Regions from separate parts of the Zea mays genome. Here region 1 is linked to region 2. A link is a contact called in public Hi-C data. All regions are on one chromosome and are shown on one strand. Each heading gives the region's core, a stretch centred on a gene start, on an enhancer-like site or on the middle of the called end of the contact. The rest is flanking DNA. Distances are from core to core; before and after follow the strand shown. Region 1 holds the start of LOC103651601 (putative cytochrome c oxidase subunit 5b-like). Region 2 holds the start of LOC100279506 (OSJNBb0091E11.19-like protein).

What was found. A called contact is a pair of places that touch in the nucleus more often than the background predicts.
Region 1: a contact with region 2 is called in a Hi-C map of tassel, with 2.1 times the contacts expected there. The contact joins the promoter of LOC103651601 here to the promoter of LOC100279506 in region 2. A contact is called at or near these places in 2 of 25 Hi-C or Micro-C datasets (endosperm and tassel).

Annotation. Positions count from the first base shown.
Region 1 is chr3:230,552,250-230,559,073 of Zm-B73-REFERENCE-NAM-5.0, forward strand. It overlaps LOC103651601 (putative cytochrome c oxidase subunit 5b-like), which reads left to right and starts at 5,356. Exons shown (of 6, transcript NM_001301466.2): 1 at 5,356-5,728; 2 at 5,814-5,893; 3 at 5,997-6,047. The coding sequence starts at 5,575. LOC103651600 (pentatricopeptide repeat-containing protein At3g54980, mitochondrial) reads right to left here and starts at 2,972. Exons shown (of 2, transcript XM_008677264.4): 1 at 496-2,972. The coding sequence starts at 2,889. The coding sequence ends at 511.
Region 2 is chr3:230,300,422-230,307,424 of Zm-B73-REFERENCE-NAM-5.0, forward strand. LOC100279506 (OSJNBb0091E11.19-like protein) reads left to right here and starts at 3,836. Exons shown (of 1, transcript NM_001152506.1): 1 at 3,836-6,974. The coding sequence starts at 5,410. The coding sequence ends at 6,696.

The DNA.
Region 1 (6,824 bases), core at 4,106-6,605, 250 kb after region 2:
TTATATATGTTACTTGTTTACAATCAAAGAAAGAAGACAAAAAAATTAACATTTAAATAAAGATCTAAATCCATCTCTAGTAGTTTCGAGAACCAGGGGAGGAGGCTAAGGGAAGCACAGTAATTTCAAACGACGAGGGAGGAGGTTGAGGGTTCCGACTTCCGAGCACCACGCGAGAGGAGGCTGAGGGAAGTGCGGGAGTTCCCAGCACCATGGGAGTGCGCGACGTGTCAAAGTCGTGCTTTAAAGGGGTAGAGATATATTGAAAAGGAAAAATTATAACTGACAAGGAGTTCACTTCATTTACAGTGCAAGTTTCCTAAATTTCAATCTGCTGAATCGCATGTTAAGGTTCTTCATACTTTACTGGCAGAATTGAAACATGATTTTCAGCATCTGCAGGACTTGCTTCCAAAAGTTTCAAGCTAACTCGTATTCCCTCTGGTTGGTAATACACTGTGTCAGACTGGAGGCTTGAACAAGCAGCAAGCAATCCTGGCAGGTGGAAAATCAACTATTATTGGTCCGAGGGAGTATGTCATATGTAGTATCATCAGGCACGACTCCACTGCTGAGCATCTCATCATGCAGTTGGAATGCCTCTTGCAGCTTACCATCACGGACGCATGCATTTATCAGCATGTTATAAGTAACAATATTTGGAGACACATCTAATCTTCTCATATCATCCAATAACCTCTTAGCACCATCAATATCTCCACTTCGGCAAAGACCGTGGGTTAGTGCTGTGAAAGTTTTATCATCAGGAATAACGTGATTGGCCATCATCTCTGAGTACAGTTCCAAAGCAAAGGCCACATTGCCAACTTTTGAGAACCCATCAATTAAGGTTGTATAGATTTCTGTATCAGCAACAACTCTCTGTTTGATCATGCTATAATAGAACTTTGAAGCTTCTGCCATCATTTTCAAATTCTTGTACCCTGTAACAAAACTATTGTAGACAGTGACATCTGGTGTTAAACCATCTTTCAACAGAAGAACCAAAAAATGGAGTGCACGAGACATATTCCCCTGTTTGCAAAACGTATCTATGAAAGCGTTGTATGCAGCAATGTCAGGTTGAATGCCATCGCGCCTCACGTAAATGAGCAGCTTCACTGCAAGATCACAGCAGTTGGTCCTACAATAACCATCTATAAAACTGGTATATGTTACTATATTGGGAGTTATACCTTTCTTGCGCATCTGCCGATACATACCGAATGCAGAGCCCATCATACCAGCTTTCACAAATCCATTAATGATACTATTGTATGTCATTGTGGTCGGAACAAAACCTTCACTCAAAAATCTTTTCAACATTTCATCAACTTCACAAACACGATTGACCATGTAAAGTCCATTTATGAGAATATTATACGTATAATCGCCGCAAGAAACTCCATTCTGACGCATTTCATTAAGAAGGGCGTAGGCATTGTCAAAAGCTTTCTTCTTGATGTACCCTTTCATCAGAGTTGTGTAAGTGACCTCATTAGGCGGGAATCCTTTATCAGGCATCTCAGAGTATAACTTGAGTGCTTCATCCATGCGCCCTTTCTCACAGTACCCCAGCAGTAGGCTGTGGTATGTCACAATAGAAGGTTTGACTCCTGCTTCCTTCATCTTATCCCATAAGTTGACTGCCTCGTGGAGTTTTTGATGCTTGCAGAGCCAATGAATTAGACAGCCGTAAGTGAAGACATCTGGTACCCCAGTATCTACCACAAGTTTAAGTAAGCCAATGGCATCCTTCCACCGTTTGTCTCTCAAGAGGCCTTTGATCACCAAATTGAACTCATATGTGCTCGGTAACAATCCCTGCTCTATCATCTGGCGGCATAGCTTATATGTCTCATCTGTCATCCCCTCTGCATCACAACCTTTGATTAGCACCCCATATGTCACATTGGTCGGTGTCACACCATCACTGACAACCTCATCAAACAAATCCAATGCCTTCCCAACTTCTCCATTCAAGCAATACCCGTGCATCAACATCGTCGCAAGAACCACATCCATCTTCTTTCCCGTAGCCAGCAGCATCTGATCCTTCAGCCGCAATGCCTCATCCATCCTCCTCACCTTCACAAGCACATCCACCACAGAACTGTACGTTAACTCCCACGGCTCGAACCCTGCCTCCCTCATCTTCCCCAACACCTGGAGTGCCCGATCTGCATCGCGTAGCTTGCACAAACCTGAGATTGTGATGGCATAAACGCGCTCGTCGGGCTTGACCCCGGCACCAGCCATTTCATCAAACAGCCTGACGGCATCACAGTGCATCCCTCCCCTGACGCAGGCCCGTATCACGACGTCGTACATCTTCGCATCCGCGTAGCACCCCTTGCCCCGCATCTCGTCGAACAGCGTTAGCGCATCCGCAGCCGACGCGCCCAGCGCCGTGGTGACGAGCAGGTCGGTGCGAGACTTGGCGTCCGGGACAACGCCCCTCGTGACCATGCGAGAGTATGCGGCCGCGGCGGCCGCGCAGTCGCTGGCAGCACGGGAGAGGCAGGTGAGGACGTGGCTGAGGAGAGTAACCGCGGCCGGCGAGCCAGGGTCCACGGTGGAGAGGACGGCGTCGACGAGCTCGTTCGGCGGGAGGCGCGTATCCAGCGCAGCGGAACGGAGCAGATGGAAGGCGTGCTGGACGGTGGGCGAGGAGGCGAGGAGTGCGCGGAGGGAGGAAGCGAGGTCATCGGCGACGCCGTGGCCACGGGCGGGGGATGGTCTAGCGAATTGGGTGGAGAGGGGCTGGACGGCGCCCTGCGGTGGCGGGGCCGCAGAAGAAGGTGCCACGGTGGAGACTGCGGCGGCAGTGTAAAGGCGGCGCCGTCGGAACGTTGAGGAGGCGGCGGCGAGGAGCCGTGTCGGGCGCATGGTGGCGCCGCAGGGGCTTGATGGGCTCCGCGCCGTCCAGTTTTGTGGCTAAACAGTTCACGGCTTCTGCATTTCTTCATTCTGGTTCAGTTTCATCATTCAGAACCCAACATTTATTTAGAAATTGCTACAAAATTGAACTGTTTTCTACAGTTTTTCTACAAAATTGAACTGTTTTCTGCAGGTGTGGATTTCTCTTTCTCCTGCTGTTTGGCTGCTCCCATCCAGCAGGTACAGGAGCAGCTGATGGAAGTGATGAATTGCCGTGTTTCGTGTGGTCACTGGTCATACGATCGGCTAGTGATTGTTCGCGTCTGTGAACAGATGATGTAGAAAAAAAAGGACAAAGAAGTTTATATACGTCGAGAGATGGACCCGGCCAAAAAAATGAGGTGGCATAAAAATATCTCCAACAGATTTCTTATTTTACTCTTTATTTTACTCACTATTTTAAACTTATCTATACAAACAGTGCATCTACAGTATAAAACATTGTTATACATGTCCGCACTCATAGAGTTGCTGGAGTTGGCCTAACAATGGAACCCTGAATAAAGGCTTACTAACATATACCCCCTCCATCCTAAAATATTAGTCGTTTTAGCTCTTAGTTTTATGTCTATATTCAAATGGAAGAAGATAAATCTAGACACATATATAAATCATATACATTAAATATTGTATAAACCTATTAATTAACTAAAACGAAGGGAGTAGATATTTGTAGATATATTAAATAAGATAAAAGGTCAACTAGAACAAAAAATTTGAGTGAGGGATGTGGCCCGTTTGGGTTTATCGATGGTCTACCCATACCTATGTCTAGTTGTGTAGTTCATATTACTCTGCATAGGGGTTACAGATGGAGAAGAGAGGAAACGAGCTCCCAAATCTTTGGTGTGCAAGTACGTATGAGTATGAATGTTAATATTCGAGTACTAGAATAGTTATGTCCTGAGCATGAGCCTCTCCAATTTTGTTATAGGCTAAGGTGGGAGCAAACTATCTTACAAGAGTCCGAGGTTGGGCAAACCGGATGAGGGTTGGACCCTACCGTGTAATCTGTTCACCGAGATTCTTGTCGGTCAAGCGACGCCGTGGCTGATGTCTACATCTTCCGTCAGGGTACTATATCCATGCACGAGTCATCCCAAAGCCTAAAGTTACATTCTGTCACGTCCCGCATCGGGTAGGTCGATGTACACTTTTGACTTCCTAGTTGTGGAAGTGGTTGAGTCGATGTCACAGTCCCCACGTCATGTCGGCTGACGTCTGCAATGTACCTGCTCTCTTGTTGTCATTCAGGTCCTGCACCATGTCAGAGCATGGCTCGCACGTCCTATGTTAGTAGTGGTTGAAGCAATACAGACCTTGGAATCTCGTGCCCGAGAGATTGGAGGAAATCTCTAGTCCCTTACTCTCACAGGTCGGTTGAGGCAAAACTTTGAGGAGGATACGGCCAGACCACAACCCCTTATGGGTCAACGATCGGGCAAGGTGGATTACAAGGCGGAGACGCCCAGGCCTTAGACCCTTAGGGTCGGGGTTGGGCAAGTCGGAGCTCTTAGATGGAGACGCCCAAACCGCAACCTCTTCGTGATCGGGGGTTGGGGGTCGAGCAAGTCAGAGTTGCTCATGTCCTTGACCCTTGTGTGATTGGAGGCTAGGCAAGGCAGACCCTTTTAGTCAAAGGTCGGGCAAGTTCGGGTGGTTGGAGGTTCGTTCTTCTCGCCAAACCTATGATACATTATGTCTACAATATTCACCACTAATAGTAGCCTCTGAGCCTCTATTGGATCTTGACACTACTTCAGTGGCTTGTTCAATATCAATGTCGTTGAAGGCACATTTGTTTTCACCGAGGATGCACAAAGCGAACTCGATGAGTCTAGTCCTCGAGCCTCTGAAAGAATTCGTGGACTCGTTCATATAATCTTTCATTTTTAAGGGCATGACCCGTGTTGTTGGGATTGTTGTCTATGATCTTGTTTTTGATTTTTTGTGTGTTGTGTAGAGCCAATTAGAAGGGCATTTGGTATTTTTATATCATCATCCCTTCCATGTCTCGTTGGGTAGATACAAAGGGCATGGGCATATGGCGAAGTAGGATGCCTAGTGATCTGATAACGAGTTAGATCGAGTGATGGTCTGGTTGCCCATCGAAGAGATTCAATGGATCAGCTAGTGATTAGCCTAAAAAGTTTCTGACTCCCGCTCCTATATAGATCTCGAGGTCGTTGGACCCCAATGGTAAAAGAGAAATGTGACTTTGAGGTATTTCTAATTGTTTTGATGATTAAATACTCAGTTACTATAAATTAACAATTCTTGGTATGAGTATATGTGTTTGTAAAGGAAATCGAGAAATATAAATCGACAAAGCATGAACTTTTATTGCAAGCCTATCTAAAATTTCTGTCACACATACACGCGTCTCCTCGCCACTCCCCCAGTCCCCCACTCCGCACGGCCGGCTCACCCGATCTCCGTCCATCAAACCCACTGCCCTGGTCCCCGTCCGTCCCGGGTCCCGCCGCCTGAACAGCCACTTCCCCTGTCCGGTGCCCCGGTTGCTTTATTTCCTCTCTGCCGTCTCCGTCCCCGGGTCAAATCGAATCGAGCCCATCCATCTCCATTTCCGCCGCCGCCGCCGCCGAGAGACCCCAACCCCACCCATCCACCACCATGTGGCGCCGCCTCCACACCCTAGCCCCCGCCTTGCGCAGGGCTACCGCCGCCGCCGCCGGGGCCCCTGCGGCGTCCGCCTCCTCTGCAGCCCGCGCCGCCCCGCTCTCCTCGGCGGCCGCCGCTTTCCGCCGCACCAGCCCGCTCCTCTCAGGTAAGGATCTCACATCCCCGGATCTCGATTCCCTGGCGGCGTCCAGCGCTGATCGAGTGCCGGTGGTCGCTTGGGTGTGCTGCAGGGGACAAGCCGGCGAGTGTGGAGGACGTCATGCCCATCGCCACGGGGCTCGAGCGGGAGGAGCTGGAGGCCGAGCTCAAGGTGAGATGGTCCGGTCTTTGTTCGAGAGGGAGGAGCTGGAATGCACGTCCGGTGTGGGCCTGTAAATGGCTTCTGATTCCTCGATCTGGCCTGGGTTTTGCAGGGGAAGAAGCGGTTTGACATGGATCCCCTGGTCGGCCCCTTCGGTACCAAGGTTAGTTGGCCGTAGTAGATTTAACCGTTCTTCCTGATGTTCCTGGATCGGATTACACATGGAGGCTTTCTATGTTTATTATAAAATAATTAGGGTTCTTCATTTATTGGTATTGCAATGAAACGTCTGGGGATGTATAGTTCTGGTAATGATTTGATAACATCTGGGTTATTGGGTAAACTACTCGCAAGTGGTCAGATTTGCATTGTTCTGCAAACTATTTGCATTATTGTTAGGGAAAATGCACTATGTTGGGACGTCATGGTGCCTGATGGCCCTCATCCATCAGTATCCATGCTTTGTTGTCTTACACTCTTACTACTCTGCTAGGATAACGAACATCAACCCTGTTTATGATACATTGTTCTGATAATTTGGCATCATGTTTCTGGTTATTTTTTAAAAACCTTTTTCATCTTGTCTACTGTGCCATGTTTTCTGTTGAATGTTGTTACTACTGTTTTATGCCACTATTCAAATCATTCACTTTCTCTAGCTAATTTTATGACTAGAGCTGTGAGGATTTGAGCCTGCTTGGCTGCTTCTCAGCAAGTTGCTTTCCACTAGTATCAATTTTTTTTTTAAAACTGGCATGCATCCTGCCTAATATGGGCTAACAATACAGTTCAATTTCGAAAGTACACACAATACCTGTGTTTACAATTGGACCAACTGAAATTATTGATCTATATTCATACTTATGTTCCTTTTCTATTTCAACGTACTTTTGGGATAGCCATTGTGCTATGCTCTTTGCATACTCATGCTAAGATGCTG
Region 2 (7,003 bases), core at 2,586-5,085:
TATCTACAAAGTTTATTTTGGTTGTTTAATTATTTGTTCATCTCACATGATAGTTCTAACAATATACACAAATTCTATACATATCTCTCGTAGTTCCATAAACTATGAGAGATATAGGTTTTATGAACAAATTTATTTTTAGTTTATCATATGAAGAAATGTTCAAAATACAAAATGTACATCATGATGAGTTATACAAATTTGTAGTTGAAAACTTTTTCATTTGAATTAATTTACTGTTTTAAAATGTGATTTTTAAAATGTGTATGCAGTTGGCTTGATGTGAGACAATAAGCTAAACCCACGGGTTTTCCATGGGTTTCCACCCAATTACGGGTTGGTTTGGGATCAATAATTTTATTGGATGGGTTGGGTTTAACTTCCATCTAGTATTTTTGGTTGGGTGTGGGATGGATATCAAAGTAATTAGATTTGGGTATGGGTGGGAGTGGATTGGATTTTTTGCCATTAGCAGGCCTAATTGCAGGACAGTTAGGACAAGAATGTTCCCTGCCTACCTCTCTTCAATGACGGAGCTCCATAAAATTAACGTCACTCTACAAATATTATGATGTACTACTTAGTTTTTTTCATTTTTCGCGCTTTAGTTTAAAAATGAACTAGCAGACGATAAATATTTCGGGAACAATTACTCACAATAGGTGAGAATCACTGACATATAGCAGCATGCAGTTAGCACTCAGCACATAACGCTCGCCGCTCTGGTGGTTGCTACTCGTTGGCTATATGGAGGCGCTCCGCCCTCGCCTATGAATAAGAAAGGAAAGGGAATCGGGTCTAGGAAGTTGTATAGCTTGGGAGAAGATGTAATCGTAAGGGCGGATTTGGGCGGTGGCGCGGCGCCATTGCAGGCTGCACGCGACACTGCAACAGGGTCGCAGGGAGGCTGGAGGCGGACTGGCGGTGGCCGGACTTGCGGCGGCGGATGCCTGAATCATAGCCCGCCCGACCGTCTCGGAGGTTGCTGCCTTGTGCTCTTGCCGAATTCGTGGAGCCTTAAGGCGTGGAGAGCGATAGAGGACTGGAGAGAGACGGTCGCACCGCTGGAAACATAGAAAGCACAGTCGCGCAGGTTTGTGAAATAATTAGAAGAGTATGTGTTCTCGTGACTCGAGCGAATGAGGGAGGCCGCCAGTGCCAAGCTCAATCGTTGCAAGAAGTCTTTTGGGCCACATTTTGGACTAAAATGTGTTTTTATGCTAGATTTTTTGGCTGCAAAAAAACCTATATGCAAGAGGAATTTTGGGTTGTGCTCCGGGCCACGGCCCATGTGGCCCGGGGCCAAAATCCGCCCATGCCTCTCTCGTCCCTCCAATTTTAAGGGACAACTGGGAACAACACTGGAATAGTCCTGTCCTAACCTTTGACCCTGAACCAAACAACCTTATTTGAGTGATCGTCCCATCCCGTCCTATCCTATCATTACAACCAAATGCACCCTAAGAGTACACAGACGACTGTAGTTTTCTCAAGCGGCAAGCAAGGGGAGCGCATGACTTACATCTATAGATGTCTAGGGCGGCCGGGCTTGTCGGGCGGCCCGAAACTCGGCACGGGTTGTTTGGTCTTAGTCTGAACCTCTATCACTGAGCCGTGCTTGGGTCTAAGGCGCGGCACGATAGGCTAAGCACGATACGAACCGTTTTTTCTTCTATTTTTCATATAAATACATATATTATACTTGAACATATAGTATAAATACAAGAACCATGTTTGTTTTGTTGGTTTTGTGGACGTAAATAAATATTTATAGCTAATAACTATAGTTTAAAACTTCATATATACGTATTTTTATTATATAAACGTCATATACTATTATAGGCCCGTCGGACTATAGATCGACTTGGCACGGTTAATATCTTAGAGTTTCGTGCCTCGACCTCGCTCGGGCTCTGTGGGCTAGCATGACCCTAACCGCTTAATAATCCGGGCCAGGCCGGTATATCCTAATCTGTTCTGGGTCTATTTGGATATGTATGCTTATGACGCATGTACACATGGCAGCATGTGCCGGCGATCGAGCTAGGTTGGCGGCATCTTTGCCAATGCAGCATGTCCCAGATTGGTCGTCGTCGTGCACTGGTCGTCCATCGATCCTGAACATTTGACTATATTTAGATCATATTTATTTTCCTACTAGATTATATAAGTTAAATTATTATGGAATAAAAGAAAATTAAAGTATTATTTTAGTATCACAGATAAGTTGAAATAAGGTACTCAATGCTAAGTTATTTAAGCTTATTTGTGATTTTAAAGTGATATTTTACCCTCTTTTTTTTCACCATAATTCAACTTACATATAATTTAGGAGGGAAATCAACATCCCTAAGGACTTGTTTGGTTATTCCCATTACACGTAGATTGGATGGAATTGAAAAAAATTAAAAAGAAGTTTGACTTGCTTGAGATTTAAACCCACCTAATCTCACTCAATTCATATGGATTGAGAGCTAACCGAACAAGCCTAGACTGAGGGTGTTTGGAACCAAAGTGAGCCGGCGGACGGTCCGACCCTGAGGCCGGACGGTCCGCGGTCCGAATGGTCCGGCCCTGAGGCCGGACGGTCCGCGCAAGCGCAGAACAGATTAGGGTTCCGGGTTTTGTGCTACGGTTGTTAGCTAAATTCACGGGATTCGCTCGAAAATTAGTTTGTAAAGGGTCCAGCCCCCTCCTCTATAAATAGAGAGGTATACGGCCGATTTGGAATCATCGAATTGAATCTACGATCAATACAATTTACATTTTATCCTAGGGGGTAGTTCTAGTCTAGTTTAGGTTTAGCCTCTCGATCTCCAATTTCTCCGCTTCTCTTCGACTCTACGTCGATTAGAAGAGTCTAGGTCGGTCTACCTGAGCCTAGACATCACCTAGGATCTCTCCTCCCCGATGGGGTCCCTCCCAGGAGCGAGATACAGGCCGCCGCCGGCGATCTTCCGTCTCGCCCCTGCGTACGCGCGGACCGTCCGGCCCCAGGGCGCGGACCGTCCGGCCCCAGGGCGCGGACCGTCCGGCCGTCAATGCAAGTAGGAACCCTAGCCCTGCGCCAGGTCGCGGACCGTCCGGCCCCAGGACGCGGACCGTCCGCGCCTGACCAGAGAGCACCGCCACGGTTCTTATTGAGTGTTTGGCGCTCCGAAAAGGCGTTAATAGAGGATAATATATATGGGATCAGCTGGATTAATTGATGCCTGGACGGTGGATGCAAGTATGGGTACCACCGTATCCACTAATGGAACAGTGTTAGGCGTATACACACAAGCGAGCTGTGTACACGCTGCGCTAATAAAAAAACAGACCTGCCAATTTGCCATGATGACAAGCATTAACCAAGAACCGAAGAACGGACAACCAGATTAGCTAGGGACGAAGCGCGCGCGGCCCCACGCGGTGTCCAATCAAACCGCCACGGCCGGAACTTCCGGAATGACGAGACTATCCCCCGACCCGAGTCCGACCACCGCCAGAGTACAACGTCCTGGGAAATGGCCACGTACGCGCGCGTCAAGACTCAAGAGGGCCATGTGACCACATGCAGGGGCTGTCCCCCACGAGGGCATGAACCGAATCGGCTCCGAACCGGGAAGCGCCGCCGGTTCGGCCCGGCGCATCCGGCCGTCCGTCCTTCCGGAGCCCCACGCGATAGGCGGCAGGAGCGGCCGAGCGGGACACGCGTTGCAGTTCAACACCGCAGTGGCATTCTCGCTACTGAGACTGAGAGGCAGCCTCCCTCCCTCGTGGGCGTTCTACCGCGACGGGGGTCGCTCTATAAAGAGCGGACGCGCCCCCGCTGCTCTGCTCATCGTCCTCCGCTCCAGCAGCTGCCACAGAGACATCAGAGAGCGGTCCTCCTTGTGAGTCTGAGCTGAAGAGGAGGAGGAGGAGGAGGAGAAGCAGCAGCGCAGCCGGAGGAGGGAGAGCGAAGATGCGCCGCGTCGCGCTGTTGCTCGTCGCCGCCGTGTGCGCGCTGGCGGCGCCGGCTGCCGCGGTCGTCACTGACGGTGAGAGCTCTCGGACCTAAGCTTTGTCATATACCGTTCCGTTATGCTGTTTTCTTCACTCTAGTCCAGTCGTAGATGCTGCTACTCTGCTAGGGTACTGCTCCTAGAGTGGACACCCCAGTTTACAGCTTCCAATTCCAGCTGCCCGGAATAGCTCAGCTCTGTGAGCCAGCCGTATCAAAGCAAAACTCCCGCTTTTGTCCATACGCACGGCTCCGCTGTATACGTTCGTCCATCGTATCACTGACACCATGCATAAAATGATTCGTTTTAGACTAAACCTATATTTATTAATCAACTTATATGTCTACATTCATTGTCCTTAATTTGAACGTAGATGGAAAAAAAAGAGGGATAGAAAGAACTATATTTTTTGGAACGGATGGAATGTTCTTTTACGTAGTAAAAGAAATACATATAAAAAAGATAAAACGTTACTGAAGTTAGAACGGATGAAGGACGGAGGATACGGTGGCCCCTGAATTAATTACCAGCCGATCGAGCGAACACAGAACTGTGCTTTTCTCGTCGTCATCATACATACATTCATGCACGTAGTTAATGGCCTGGTTAGATCCGAAACTTCCCAAAGGGTCGTCATCACTCGTCTCGACAAAATGAATAGTGCTGTGTGTCGCTGTCATGCATATGGGTGGTGGGTCGATCTGATGATCATCATGCCATGCAAATGCATCAACGCTCAAGGCTTTGATTAGTATATATAGAAGAGGACCAATGGAGCATGCAAGCAAATATATACTGTACTGTAGGCACCTGTCGCTTGGCCCCACGGTCACGTACACCTCGCATGGCTAGCATGTATATATATATACTGGGCTACTGGCTGGCACCCGCCTCCTAACTGATTTTTTATATCAAACCACTCTAACATCTAAATAAAAATTCTTAATTATTCAGTTACTAACCAGCGCATGCTGGTCTGGTCGACATAATACATTACTGGGGGTGCTTGGTTGAGGATTGAGTTAGTTCATTATCTTCTCACTCCTCATTTTTTTGGTTTGGGTAATAAAATGAGTTAATCCATCACCACATTATTCCTTATATTTAGTTATTTAGTACTAATATATGGAATGTAGTCATTCCACTAAATTTGAGGAATGAGCACATGATTCATCAATTCATTTTGGATCGAATGATTCGTCAAACAAACACATCATACAAGGATTTTGCCCATTTTCCGCCGCCAAAGCATCGTCTTCAGTTATAGTACTAATGATAAAGCTGACTCGGCAAAGTACGATTAGTATTGGCCGGTGGTGCTGTGAAAAAAAGTAGGGGATGCGTGTTTGATTTGGTCGTGTTCAGATGCGTCGGACGGACCCCACGCATATGTGTGATGTGGTGGTAGATAGAGCAGCTGTGAATGCGTCTGACGATCAGCGCGAGGCCGGTGAGCCTGAGCCCCCCACCGACAGAGCAGCAGAACCAACAGACTGCAACATCTGGTGCTGCGCTGCCATGCAACGTGCACCCTGCCAGTGTCAGCTCAAAAGACTGCAACATCTGTTGCTCCCACCGGCCCACCACCAGACCCATCACGATACATACAACTGACACGAAATGCAATGCAAATGGTGCAGGTCTTCTCCCGAACGGCAACTTCGAGGATGGCCCGCCCAAGTCGGCGCTGGTGAACGGCACGGTGGTGTCGGGCGCCCACGCCATCCCGCGGTGGGAGACGTCCGGCTTCGTGGAGTACATCGAGTCGGGGCACAAGCAGGGGGACATGCTGCTGGTGGTGCCGCAGGGCGCGCACGCGGTGCGGCTGGGCAACGAGGCGTCGATCCGGCAGCGCCTGGCCGTGGCGCGCGGCGCCTACTACGCCATCACGTTCAGCGCGGCGCGGACGTGCGCGCAGGCGGAGCGGCAGCGGCTGAACGTGTCGGTGAGCCCCGAGTGGGGCGTGCTGCCGATGCAGACCATCTACGGCAGCAACGGCTGGGACTCGTACGCCTGGGCATTCAAGGCGAAGATGGACGCGGTGACGCTGGTCATCCACAACCCGGGCGTGGAGGAGGACCCGGCCTGCGGCCCGCTCATCGACGGCGTCGCCATCCGTGCGCTGTACCCGCCCGCGCTCGCCAGGCGGGCGGGGGGAAACAACCTGCTCAAGAACGGCGGGTTCGAGGAGGGCCCCTACTTCCTGCCCGGCGCGTCCTGGGGCGTGCTCGTCCCGCCCAACATCGAGGACGACCACTCGCCGCTCCCCGCCTGGATGATCGTCTCGTCCAAGGCCGTCAAGTACGTGGACGCCGCGCACTTCGCCGTGCCCCAGGGCGCGCGCGCCGTCGAGCTGGTGGGCGGCCGGGAGAGCGCGCTCGTGCAGGAGGTCCGCACCGTGCCTGGGTGGACCTACCGCCTCGCCTTCGCCGTGGGAGACTCGGGCGACGGCTGCGCGGGCTCCATGGCCGCCGAGGCCTACGCGGCGCGCGCCACGGTCAAGGTGCCCTACCAGTCCAGGGGCACCGGAGGATACAAGCGCGCCGTGCTGGACTTCACGGCCATCGCCAACCGCACCCGCGTCGTCTTCCAGAGCACCTTCTACCACATGAAGCCCGACGGCACGCTCTGCGGCCCGCTCGTCGACGACGCCTCGCTCGTCGGCCTGCGCAAGAAGAAGCCCGCGCGCCGCCTCATGCAGCTCCTGTAAGCGCTGCTTCCACGTGCACTACGCCCGGACGGACCGCGCAAGCGATGGTGTAATACGGCTGGTATGTGTTTTTTGGTTTGGTGTGTGCGTGCGTGGTATACGCGTGCCGTGCGCGCCCTGTGGCTGTGGCTGCAGTGGCGTCGCGTTGGGTGTTTTCTTGTTGTGACGAAGAAAAAAGGGTATGGGTTGGGGTGGTCCGCTGGCCGGCGCACCGGGGTTTTAATCAACTTATATTAACCTGATGAAGGTGAAGGTGAAGGTGACACGGGATTAATGGCAAAAATGCTCCTAGTACTATTTTTGTAAT